Linked DNA regions of Mus musculus: all the other regions are linked to region 2. Evidence: chromatin contacts called from public promoter capture Hi-C data. All regions are on one chromosome and are shown on one strand. The core of a region is the stretch at or near the end of the contact, and the rest is flanking DNA. Distances in the headings are between cores, read along the strand shown.

What was found. Promoter capture Hi-C pulls out the DNA fragments that hold promoters and counts their contacts.
Region 1: a promoter capture Hi-C map of hippocampal neurons shows a contact between it and region 2, with 6 times the contacts expected there. The contact joins the enhancer-like site here to the promoter of Cadm1 in region 2. A contact is called at or near these places in 2 of 39 promoter capture datasets (hippocampal neurons and neural stem cells), 1 of 484 Hi-C or Micro-C datasets (cortical neurons) and 5 of 115 datasets of contacts at active chromatin or transcription factors (VIP interneurons, embryonic forebrain, embryonic hindbrain and 2 more).
Region 3: a promoter capture Hi-C map of hippocampal neurons shows a contact between it and region 2, with 4 times the contacts expected there. The contact joins the enhancer-like site here to the promoter of Cadm1 in region 2. A contact is called at or near these places in 1 of 39 promoter capture datasets (hippocampal neurons), 1 of 484 Hi-C or Micro-C datasets (the N1E-115 cell line) and 6 of 115 datasets of contacts at active chromatin or transcription factors (embryonic forebrain, embryonic hindbrain, embryonic midbrain and 3 more).

What each region holds. Positions count from the first base shown.
Region 1 is chr9:46,982,390-46,986,669 of GRCm38.p6, reverse strand. No RefSeq gene overlaps it. Among named protein-coding and RNA genes, the nearest start is that of Gm4791, 14 kb to the left of the region's middle. Within about 2 kb of position 3,004, at least 3 of the 459 cell types and tissues checked have an H3K27ac peak or open chromatin away from gene starts, as enhancers often do. A contact at or near this core is called in hippocampal neurons, where this site is marked.
Region 2 is chr9:47,527,879-47,532,013 of GRCm38.p6, reverse strand. Cadm1 (cell adhesion molecule 1) reads right to left here and starts at 1,662. Exons shown (of 11, transcript NM_207675.2): 1 at 1,509-1,662. The coding sequence starts at 1,641.
Region 3 is chr9:48,108,953-48,113,261 of GRCm38.p6, reverse strand. No RefSeq gene overlaps it. Among named protein-coding and RNA genes, the nearest start is that of Gm40518, 48 kb to the left of the region's middle. Within about 2 kb of position 1,566, at least 8 of the 459 cell types and tissues checked have an H3K27ac peak or open chromatin away from gene starts, as enhancers often do. A contact at or near this core is called in the N1E-115 cell line and hippocampal neurons, where this site is marked.

The DNA of each region.
Region 1 (4,280 bases), core at 1,755-4,254, 550 kb after region 2:
GGGTAAGAGTGGGGATACAGACTCCAGAGTGGCCTGCATTGGAGATAGAGGATGAGGCTATGAGAAGCAGCTTCAACCAGAGCCCGTGTGTCTGCATCTTCAGCATGCTGTGCAGAGAAAGGCAAGCAAGTGTGGTATCCTGTCCTCTGTACATGCTTGTTACAGTCTGGCCCAAGGCAGTGCAGTCTTTGATAGTCCTTTCTTTTCTATGTTGTTTGTCCCTTCTTGCTTTCTTAAGCAGGAACTTATTGCTGCCACATTCCACCTGAAGCACCAGGAAACTTGACTTCTTCAAATAGAATCTTCTGGAGAAAGAACTACAGGTCCGGACCTTATGAGGGAGAACTTCACCCACAGTTGGACAGCTCGTGAACACCTCCTCTGTGCCTTTCTCTCTGCTCAGATTAAAAAAAATGACTGACACATTGAGTTCTTGCTGCTACATTCTCTGTGGTTAGTTACTTAAACAACTGTCTCCCCTCACCCTCCCAACCATCCCGTGAGACAGGGACAGCCATGTCCACATCCATCTGGACAGGACAGTGAGGCTTAGTTAAATATAAGTTGCCTAATATTACTCTATAAGAGAGATCATGGCCTGGGTACAAACACAAGTCTATATAACCCAGGAACCCATGGAGTCAGGGGACAGAGAGCTCTACACACAATGAATTGGTAGGAATGATGCCTCCTGCAGGTGTATAGGGCTCAATCAAGACGGGAATTGTTTCATTATGGCTGGACCAGAGGGAAAGACTTGTCACAAAGTTGTTCTGCCATCTCTGCCTGTCCTTGCAAATGAATTCTTTATATAGATTAAGCAGAGGAGAGTGCACAGAGCATTTCCTATACTCCAAGATTGTGTGGTGCTGAGCTGGTGATCTCTGGACTTGAAGCCCTAGTGTGAGGAACAGGCTTCATGGGAAAGTAGGGCTGGAGACACCAGCTCTTACATTTACAGTAATCACTGTGTCCTTATAATGTGGTTATCATTGTCAGCGTCATGAGTGGTTTCATGCCAGCGCTATGATTGGAAGGGTACACTATCACCCATTTTCCCTAAATAATGACCTTGTAAATCTGCCAAGCAAAGGAATTAGAACTCTCCTCTTTCCTGGACTATTCGGACTGCATGTCTGAGTGACATGAAATGCTGATGTTGTGCACTTTAGGTGGACAGGGGAGGATGACATGCCACAGCATCCAGAAAAATAACAGCAGCAACAACAACTACAATAACAGCAGCAGCAGCAGCAACAGCAATAGCAACAACAACAACTGCAACAGTAACGGCAACAACAGCCACACCACCAACAGCTTCAGCAAGAACAACAGAACAACAGCAATAATAATAACAGCAACAGCAGCAGCAATTACAACAGAAACAGCAACACAGCAACAACTACAAAAACAACAGCAACAGCAAAAACAAAAGACAGCAGCATCTTATATTTTGACTCTGAAATATAGTAAAAGTTCTGACTTAATTGTTCAATTAGAAAAGTAAGTAGTGGTTGAGTTTTCAGAGGAAATTAGTGTCATGGTTGTATGTAATGCTTCCTGACACCTGAGTTTAATTCTCAGTTCCCCTCTACCCAAGCTAGATAACCTTGGACAACATTCAACTCCTGGACTTCAGATAACTCATCTCTAAAATGTGGGCCACTATAGAATCCTTATTGGGGGTGTTCTGGGGATTTGAACTAACACGTACACAATGCTTGGAGTAGTGTGTAACTAGGATAGGACATTTCATGAGCCTTTCCATTGTTCACGTATTCTGAAGCAAGCATTAGGAAGTGTCAAAATGAACCTGGTATCATCCTGTCATCCTGGTCCTGAATATGCTCTCAAACAACCCATATCTTAGATGGGATCCAGGGCTATTCTGCAAAGTGAGTAAACACTAGAGACAGAGCTCAGACCCAACAGGAAAGAGCAGGGAGACATGGTGGAGCGGCTCTGCCAGTTTGTTATTACTAAGTAGCAAAGAGATTAATGGGGGCTGGGCCAGTACCAAATGGTGACCAAGACACATGGCTATATGAAAACTCATGATCAACCCTAAAGCACGCTCCTGTGATGGTCAGACTTGAATGTCAACTTTACTGGACTTGGAGTCACCTTGGAAACACATCTTTTAACCAAGGAGAGAAGACCCAGTGGGTTGGGGGCAGAGATGAAGTAGGAGGAAAGTTAGGTGAGGACCAGCATTAATTTCACACCACTTCCTCATTGCAAATGCAGTGTGACCAGCTGCCTCACATTCATGTTGATGTGCCTTCCCCCACCCTGGTAGAGTGCACACTCACAGTAGGAACCCAAAGGAACCCTGTCATTCTCTAACTTGGTCAGATATTTTTCTCAAAGCAACAAGAAAACTAACGAATACTCTCTCTGTTGTTCTGTATCTCTTTCCTTCCTCCTGCATCCTTCCATCCCTCTCACACTTTGTTTTCTGGTTGGGTACCACTTCTGGAATTCCATTACAATCCCTTTTGTACCCTCCAAACACTGCATCTTGCGTTTCCAACACAGTCTCACGAGCCCGGAGACTCATTTGCCTTTTCTTCTTTTTAGAAGGTGGACAGATAATTCAGCTAGAGATGGAGAACGGGGGTGCAGGCAGAAATCACCCTCGGGTTCTAAGACAGGCTGTTAAGGAAGATTAGAGGCCTGCAAGGAATACACTTGCCACCCTGTTGGAAGAACATGAAGAAAAGAGATTTTATTTTCCCCCTCCTCCTTTAGCAAAAAGCTTTTAAAATAAACAGCTGACGGTGTCTCTTATTTGAGTAATTCTTCACTGCTTATAAATGTGTCACTCTAGACTACTTTATTTAGAGTTCTTAAAAAAAAATCCTGAGTACTCCCAGAGAGAGCTGAGCAGCCCTTGAGGGAGTAAGGTCCCTCCTGATGCCCAGGCTCAGACATTCATATATTCTCCCATAATCTGATCTAGCTTATAAAAATATTTTTTTATAAAAACGAGCAAGAGAGACAGCTGGTTCTCCCACACAGCTGACATTTCCCTTTATGCCTGGTTTAACTTTTCTATGACAGGCTGGGTTCACTCCACTGGAGAATTTTTCCCTTCAAATGAGCTTCGTGTTTTATGTTTGAATTTTTTTTTCTTTAGACAAACCTGGTAATTTCTCAAGTTAAAGTGTGTACACTTTAAGCACTTGAGAAGTTCAAGGATCCATTTGATTGGCACATGAGTCTGAGGTTACTCATGCCAAAGTCCCTGAGTCTAACTGCACTCTACAAATATTAAAAAGCAACTAGGATATTTTAACGTGTTCTAAGTGAACACATGCGTACACATACCCAAAAATGTCAGTTTTCTAAATAATTGATTAGCTGCTGTGACCACACCTGCCTGCACCAGGTAGCCTGTTGTGGAGTGGGAAGGAGAGATAGGGCTGACTCTTTGTTTCTTTTCTCCTCCCAGAGGGGTGACAGGTTCTTCCCCTGAGTGCTGATAGCCACTGGGCCCTTTCTGCCTCGTTGGCATTTATACTTACATGGTGTCTTGGAAACAGGTAGGATTTAGAAGCTGAGATCCAGATGAATCTGACCTGTCTCTATGGACTGAGTCACCTTCGGATATTTAATTGGCCTCAATGTGTATGTCATTGCCACCTCTAGAAAGCAACAAACAAGGACATGCATGGGCTTCAGTAAGAGGAGCGGTGTGTGTGTAGGCATTGGGTAAGGATTCCATCTCAGAAACATTTTGCTGGTTTACAGTGGCTAGAAAATAACTATATATAAAATCTAGGGGGGAGAAGAGGATGTTCAAGGTTTTAAAAATAAGTGTTTGAGGGGATGGATATAGGTAGCCAAATTCAAGCAGTGTATGTAATCTATAAATTAAGTTTTCTAAATAATTACAGAAAAGCATCACATTGCACCCCATCAATACATACAGTCTTCTATGTTTATGTCTCAAGTTGAAACAAACAACATAAATTTTAAATGATGACAGAACAGAATCAGAATAGTAAGAAGCCTGATCACTTTGCAGCTGGTCCACTCTGGAGCCACTCTAGTGTGGCCTAGCCAGGGAAGAGTGCAGACTTCTAATGCTCACTGAACTCTGCAGTCCAGAGAACATCTTTGTTCAGGGTATGGGGCCATAGACAAAAAACTTTCCCCCCACATTCCCTCCTTTAACCCATATGCTCTAAAGGCCAGAGACATAGATGGACCACCAGAGCTTTGTTCCTGTCTCACACTGTGTGTGCCTCTTGAGCTGGGTACAGTAGGGCCACATC
Region 2 (4,135 bases), core at 413-2,912:
CCAACCTGGCATCCCCTAAAATCCGAAGCTAGCACTCCCAAGCACCCCCACCCACCCCCCAACAGCACGTCTCCTGCGGTGTTTACATAACTATGTGTCCTCTAGCGTGTAAACAAAAGACACAACCCAAGCAGAAAGGCGCCCCCGGAACCGCAGGCTGGCTGGCCCAGCGCTGCATCCTCCCGGGCTGGGGGCTCCGCAGGTGGGGGATGAGCTCGCAGCATCCTCCACCACTTGTTGCTCCCAGGTCCTGCAGCTCGGAGCTGCGAGGGGTTTTGCAGGCACAGAGCCCTAGCGCATCCCCTCGCGCAGAAGCCCTCTCGCCACCGCCCGGTGCAGCTCGGTCCCGCCGGTCGCCAGGAGGCAGCGGCAGGCGGTACAGCAGCACGGGGACACCGTGCGGCGGGCAAGAGCGGCGAGGTGGCGGGAAGGCGGTCGCAGCGCGGCCGGCCTCTCCGGTGGGGAAGAGCTCCGGCTCCCTTTTGTTAGCAAATGCAAACACTGCCCTCTTCTTTCGCGACCGCGCCAACGCGCCCCGCACCGGGGCAGCCACACGCGGGGCTCCTGCCAAGCGCTCGGCGTCTTCAGGGAAGGCGCGGCGCTCGCCGAGCCGCCGCCACCCGGGCAGATTCTCAAGACGGCCGGCCACGCGGGGAGCGCCCCGAGGCCCGCAGGGCGCACGCCGGGCCGCAGAGGCCGCGAACGCCCCCGCCACCACCTGCGGGCCGCTTGCCCGAAGGACGCGCAGCCGGGAAATCCCGGATCCCCACTCGCGGCAGAGGCCTCGGTGGCGCGGACAACCTGCGGGCTCCAAGAGCCCTCCTGCAGCGGCGGCGACGAGCGGCCGCCCCCGAGCCGGGAACTTTCCCTGCCTGGATTCCAGCCAAGCCGACCCGCAGCCTAGCGGAGGGGGCCGAGGGGCAGCGTTCGGCTGGAGGGAAACACGAGAGGCGTGCAGAGCTCTCGGGCGGGGGACCTGGCTGCAGAGCGCGGGCAAGCCGGGAAGAGGACACGACGGTGGGGATGTCCTGGGGACCCGCGAAGGAGAAAGCTTCGGGGAATGGAGAATCGATCGGGGGGGCGAGCTGGAACGGAGGGGGCGAAAGCTTAGCCCAGGGACACAGGAGGACCTGCAAGTTCCAGGGACGAGAGCGAGTTTCGGAGGGTCCGGAAGGTTCGGGGCGCCTCCGAGGGCTCCCCTTCCCCCCACGCGCTAGCCCCCGGCCCCGAGCCCACTCCACTCAGCACCCCGCGCTACGCCAGGAAGAAGAGGTGTGGGTGCAGCCATCCCTGAGGGCGCCCATCCGCAGCCGGCGGATAGGAGAGAAGGGGCGCCGACCCCTCGGCCCCTTCCATCGCAGCCCCGACTTTCCTTGCCACGCTCCCGCCGCTTTGGATTTAGGAAGTGGGGGAAGGTTGTCATGGAAACGTCCCCCCTTCCATAGCTACGGCTCCTGGGGGTGCCCGGGGGGGTTTTCGGGACCAATCCGCGGGTGCCCACAACCTACCTGTGGGGATCAGTGCCGCGGCCGAAAGGAGCAACAGCAGGAGCCGGAGCCGGAGCCCTGGAGGCGCCGCCGCCGCCGCCACAGCCGCTGCCGCCGCACACTGGGATCCGCTCGGCAGCACAGCACTCGCCATGTCGGGCACCTGCCTCAGACTGGCGGCGGTGGCTGCCTCCCGAGCCCGAGCGGACAGCTAATGAGATGCTAATGAGATGCGCTGGAGGCGGAGTCAGGAGCGACCAATCGTGGCACCTCGAGCCCAACCCGGCTCTCCGAGAACTAGCCCCCTCCCCCACCCCGCCCCCTGGCGCTAGCGTTCGGCCGCGCGCCCGCGCCACCTAGGGGCGGGGCCGAGGGGCGGGGCCTATGCAAATATGTTTACGTTAAAATTCGGCCTCGCTTCCCCGAAGGAGGAGAACCTGTACTGGCCCGCGTCCGGCTCGGTGGCTGGGGAGGGGGTTGCGGCTTCAGGAGGCGGGTCTCTCGCTTTCGTGCACCTTTACTAGGAACCTTTACGCCACTCGCCGCGGCGGACTCCTGGTCGGAGAGTCTGACCGCGAGATTCCTGGGCCGGGGCACTGCGTGGGCATCGGCCTATCGAAGTCATACGTTACAAAATTTCCTTTCCCTCACCTTGCACGAAGGAATAAGATCTTTGGGAAACCCGGGAGTGGAGAGTGCGAATGCAGGTCCCCGGATTGACAAAACAATCTGAGAGAAGTGCATGCGTGCTTTGCACGTCCGGCGGAGCAGGAGAGCCCGCTCAACAGCCTAGCGGCAGACTAGGGGATAGTTGGAAGACTGAAGCTGTGGAGTCGGGGTTCTGGGATTTTCAAGTGGATGTTTGGCTGTAGATTCTGGGGAAAGGTAAATCAAGGTGGGTGTGCTCAGGCTTCCCAGCTTGTTGGAAGTGTCCTTCCCATGTTTAGTAGATTATAGCATATAAGTAATATGGAATATTTAAGATTACACGCACACAAAAGCAAAAAAAAAAAAAATCTACCGGTCAGGGTCGTGGGGAAGGGAATGTAGGGAACCGAGGCAGTGATAGAGTCAGTCGAGTTCCTCTTCCAGGGCTCGGTTCAATTCCCTTCTCTCCTATGCTTCCAGTCCTTTCTAAGGCATCTAGAGACCAACAGGTCCTCACTTTAGTTGTGTCTCAGAGAGGTTCTCCCGCTGACGGGACTTGCATGCATCTCTGGACACACTTCCTCCCTCCCCGAAATTATCTTTGATTTCTTTTCAACAAGGCAGCCGGCTCTCTTGTTTGTCTGCCTTTTAATTACTTATTTTCTTTCCCTCTAGAAGACCGTGTGTGCTCTGACCCTCTGTTGCTCAAGCATCAAATTGAAGGACGAGCCGTATTAAGTGTAAAGGTTTATAATAATTTAAGTATTCATAGAATGCAGAACAATAAGATGTAGGAAATACAATTTGCATAATAAATATCAATATCACAACAGCTAAAACAAACCATGACAAATTATATGTGGCTAAATGACCAAGAGATTACTGAATGTAAATTGCTGAATCTGAACTATAGTCTAGAAGAGCTGTACCAAGCCCTCTGTCCTCATGTTGCAAATAAATTAAAAATAAATAAATAAATATCAAAAGGAAGTTAAGATCGGCCAACCCATCAAATGAGTTACACATTAAAGCAGCCTCATATTATCCATTATGCATAAACTAATTTTCGAAACTGCCCTGTCTCCACATCCCTGGATCTTCTGCTCTGTAATTACAGGCCCCAATGCACGAACTGCAAGCAGTCCTCCAGAAGTGGAGAAAGCTCCAGTAGGCAAATCACAGTATACGAGGCAGAAAACCAACACCATGTGACCGCCAGGATAATGCCCAGTCTGCAAAAGCCAGAAGTGAAACTACCTAGATTAGACGTGATACAAAGCAGATTTCTACCAAAATCAGAATGAAAAACTCAGAGACTGTTTATTCTGACAACAGGACAGGACGGACTGCAAAGTCAGATCCTATATGTCAGCCACAACAGTACAGAGCCGGACACTCAACAATATTCACTATTCTTTATAGTACTGCTACTATAAAGACCTTGAGCTGATATCAAGTTTATAGTTAACAAAGGACTATTGTGACCTTGAGTTCTTATCAAGAAATTCTTGTGCACAATCTTCTTTAGTCTCTGAAACTACCTTCAAAATTGATACTATTTATTTTCCCCATTTTTTTAAATATAGCATGGTTAGAAAAATTAAGCACCAGCCTTTTAAAAAAAATCACAATTTCTAATTGCAGACAGAGAGGCAGAGCCTTCACAACTAACCACGATGCTGCACTGTGCCTCAATAAATATGTGTTAAGTGAAGGAATACATTTCACATCATGATGCATGAATAATAAGCAAAGGAGAGCTGTATTTTTAACATAAGGTGAAAATATGCCAGCAACCCAGAAACGTTTTTTGAAAATAACAGGATTGCAGCAGACTCCTAAGGAAAAGCATTGCTCCTGAGGCTGAGGCTCCAAGAGAATCTAGCCAGGCCCGAGTCCTCCCACTCTCAGCACGCAGTATGGGGGACATTGGAAGATGTGGAGTGTTTTCGTCTCCCTTCATTCTCTTGGCACATCAAATGAACACCTACTCAAATTTC
Region 3 (4,309 bases), core at 317-2,816, 580 kb before region 2:
CAAGGCTCCAGCTTAACCTTTTGTTCTTTGTTTTACACTTCGTGAGAAAGATGAAAAATACCTGCGCGCACTTCGTTCTCTCCAGCGCCTTTTGCTGCCTCTTCAGACCTGAAGACTTGACTGAGTTCCATTTTAGTCTCCTCTCCTTGAGTCTTCCACAGGAATACTTCCTCATTGCTTTCCCTTGCATTACTCCTTCTGGCTCTCCACTAGTTTACTGTACCTTGGACTCAGTCATACCTTCCCTCAAGTGAGTAGCTCACATCCAGCTCGCTGCAGAGACAGTAGGTGCCAACCCTCTGCGCAGATGGGCAGTGCTGGACGAGGAACAAGGGAGAAACTAAGATGCTAAAGGCAAGAAAGCACCACTCCTCTGGAAGAAGGCGAGAGCTGGGCATCCACCGGAGCAAGGGATACTTACTTGGCTGTAGGGATGCATAAGGAGCAGATACAATCAGCAGAAGAGAGACAGAATGGAGAAAGCCAGGGAAGGGAGAGGGCCATGAAACAGGACAAGAGGAAAGTAAAAAGTATGGGGAGGTAGAAATGAGTGAGGCAGCAGAAGATCCAGAACCATAAAGAGAAAGTCCGAGAAGAAAGCAAGGAGGAAGACGCCAGGGTGAGCCCTTTGAAGGCTCAGGAAATCCACAGAAAGAAAAGGAAGAAGCAGAGGCAAGTGCCCAAACACTGAGAAGAGAGGGAGGGAGGACGTAGAGGGGGTGGAGGAGGGAGGGAGAGGGAGTTTCAGGACAGCACCTGTAGGGACGGCAGGTGGTCTGATGAAGAAGAAGAAGGAGATGGGAGTGATAGGGGAATTGGAAAAGTAAGGGAGGCATGACATTGAGCAAAAAGAGAGAGAGAAGGGGGTGCAAAGAGAGGAGAAGGAGGATAGAGGGGGGAGGGGGAGACTCAAAGCACGGAGTCAGCTCGGGAAGTGGAGTGGGTCCTGGATGCTGAACTTTGGCCAACATCTGGACCTGTTATCTTGCTCTCCATTTTTCACCATCACTAAGACAAGATGAGAAAGCTCGGCTTTAGCGTTTCTTCATCATAGAATGAGAATGTCCCACTCTGGTCTGTACCAAGGGTAACTCTGAGTTTCTAAGTGAGCCTAATGCAGTTAGAAAAAGTCAGAGAGGGAGGCAGGGCTGGGAAGAGGCACCATTAGGATAGGAGCTAATTGCTTACTGACACCCTGCTGAGCTGGAGGAGACACTTCCTTATATATTACTGTCATTTCTTGGGAAAAGCCTCAATGCCAAGTGTGGCCATCTATTGCCTGGGGGGGGGGTTGGTTCCAGGACTAGGCTGCCAGCTTGAAGAACCTTCATTTCAGCTCCTTTGCCCTCCTCAATGCCTGGTCAGAGATCTGCCTTGCCTGTGACCTCACACAGGCGCTCCCTGCCTGTGCAGACAAATCAACAACTTCAGACTCCCTCTAAGAAGCTGGGGTCAAGCGGGATGACTGGGGAGAGAGGCCAAGGCTCCCAGTCCCCAGTCAGTGCACTCCACAGGAACCCTCACCACAGCCAACAGCTTGCTCTTGGACATGATGGGGGTGGCACACTCGGGAAGAGGGACGGAGTGAGGCCAAGGAGATGGTGGCATGCTCCACTGCACCTCTCCCCAGAATGCAATGTGACACCAGGCATCAGGAGATGGCAGCGAAAGTTCAAGGGAAAAACACACAGTTATTTATGGCTCTGGCATCTGTTGTCAGATCAGAAACAGAGACCTAATCTAAGGCAAATCCAGCAGCCTGTACCAGAGCAGATGGGGAGGTGTGTGCACTGCTCAGTCCTGTTCCACTCTCAATTTATTATTATTCCTCATCTCCAGATTCCCATCTCCGAAGCAGACAGTTTTCCCGGGCCACAATGCCAGCAATCCCGACTGGGTGGACAGGCAGCTGAGAGTTTCTTTCTGCTGATGGGTGGTGGGTACTTATTCTCAGTGTGTGGCTTGGAGCCTTCTGTGCTAGAAGAGAGGTTATGAGAAGATGTACAAAGGAGATGAGAGGTGTGTGTGTGTGTGTGTGTGTGTGTGTGTGTGTGTGTATGTGTATTTTGGTGGGTGCGAGGAGGATAGTCAAAGTAAGCCACAGGCTGAATAGCAACAGGGTTGGCCTAAAGTCAATAGATTAAAGGGTCCATCCGTCTACTGTCCTGGTGTACGATGACCTTGAGCCAGTTTTATCTTTCTGGACGTTCCTGAGATTGTGTTCCTCCTCCTCTTCTTCCTTCTGCCTCCTCTTCTTCTTCTTCTTTTAATGTATTTTTTAAGGTAGGCTTTCTCTGTCTGTATGTTCATCTACATGCCAGAAGAGGGCATCAGATCCCTTTGTATATGGTTGTGAGCCACCACATGGTTGCTGGGAATGGAACTCAGGACCTCTGGAAGAACAACCAGTGCCTTTAACTGATGAGCCATCTCACCAGCCCCATTCATTCTTCAGATCACACACACACACACACACACACACACACACACACACACACACACAGAGAGAGAGAGAGAGAGAGAGAGAGAGAGAGAATGCTAGCTCAGAATAAATGTGCAGAGCATGAACTCTGGACTCAGTAGTTATGGATACAAGTTTTAATTTTTCAAGAACCAGCCTAGTCATCAAAAACACACATCCCCCCAGTGGGTCTCCCTTGTCACAAAGGGATAGGTGAGTTTATTAGATATTTCCCTCCTCTTATGACCCCACAGTTCCACTGGAAGAAGCCCTGAAACATCACAGGCAGCATCATGAAACTAGCTTGGAGAATCAGATGAGGCCACAGTCCACCTGAGGTCAGTCGTGATCTTGACCATGACTGAATGAATAGAGCTGACATCTAACCATGGTTCCTGGGCCATTGAGCGCGCTTTCAGGACTCAAGGAAGCAGACCTGCCACCCCGAGACACTTACCTATGTCACAAAAACCTCTCACAATAGAACTTGCCTGGTTGGAGATCATGAGGAAAGGGATAAATCCAGACAATGTTTGGTGGCCTTGACATGAATCTCTAGGCTTCTGTAGACTAGACAGACATGGGGGATTTTTTTTTAAAAAGTATTTTTGAGAGACTTTATTTATTTTTATTTTTTATGTGTTTGAGTGCTTGTCTGCATGTGTGTCTGTGCACTTTATGCATACAGTGCCCATAGAGGCAAGAAGAGGGTATTGTATCCTCTGGAACAGTAGCTGTAGACAGATGTGGGTTATATTATTATTATTATTATTATTATTATTATTATTATTATTATTATTAAAGAAGGCACCATAATCCCAAGAGACACCTTATTCTTCTCATTTGAAAGGAAACATCTAATTCCATGTGTTACACTAAACTGAAGAATTCCACCCTCTGTCCTGCCATTTACACGTTGGTCTGCATGTCTCAGAGGCAGTGACTCAGTAAGACTCACGGCAGAGGTCAAGGGACTTAGCCACCCGCAGAGCAGGACAAATAGACTTTCCTTTACCTGACTGCACATTTGCTGAGAGCCCCTGGCCCCAGGAGGGCTATACACATGAAAACTAGGCAGTCTGATGTTGTAAGGCAGTCTGATGTTGTAATCATGGTAAATACAGACCTGGAGTGAGGCTGCGGGTAGACAGATGTTTTGATTGCCTAGACACAGGTGCCTGTCGCCAGTGCCTGAGTGTGGCTGGGTGATGGAGAATCCACCTAACAGCTCAGCTCCCATTCCCAGGGGCTGTCAGCTGCACCTCACCTGGGCATTCTTCACTCCTGCTCACCCAGGTAATCAGAAAGGCCTGGAGGCTGCTGATGGTTAATTAGCATTTGCTAGAGACTAGGCAAGACCCCACCCCTCCCCAGGCTTTCTTCCATCCCTGGCGTACCTCTCTCGAAAGGAGGGAAAGGACAGGATTGGATGTCTCTAAGTAAGGCCTGCCAGGGAAGTCTCTGGGGCACTTATGTTGAGACCACCAGAGATCTGCCCCCACAGCTGAGCCAGAACCCCTGAGCAAGGAGAGCCAGAGAGAGCCAGCTTCCACCCCCACCCCACCCCCAGGCTGCTAAGCAGAAGCCTCCGAGGAAGGCAGCAACCGCATCTGGCAAGATGATGCGGTGGCCCATTTCCTCCAGCCCTGGCAGGCTCTGCCTGCAGCCTGAGTCTCAGCAGTTGATTTTGTCTCTGTGTTGGCACCTGTTTACCGCTTACACCAACTAATGTCTGTCAGTGGACTCATTATCATCAAGGATCTGAAATTAAGAAATTATGAATGTGTAGACACTTCTGTTCTCATCCTAATGGTTTGTTTGTTGTTTAATGGTTTGTTTATTTTATCG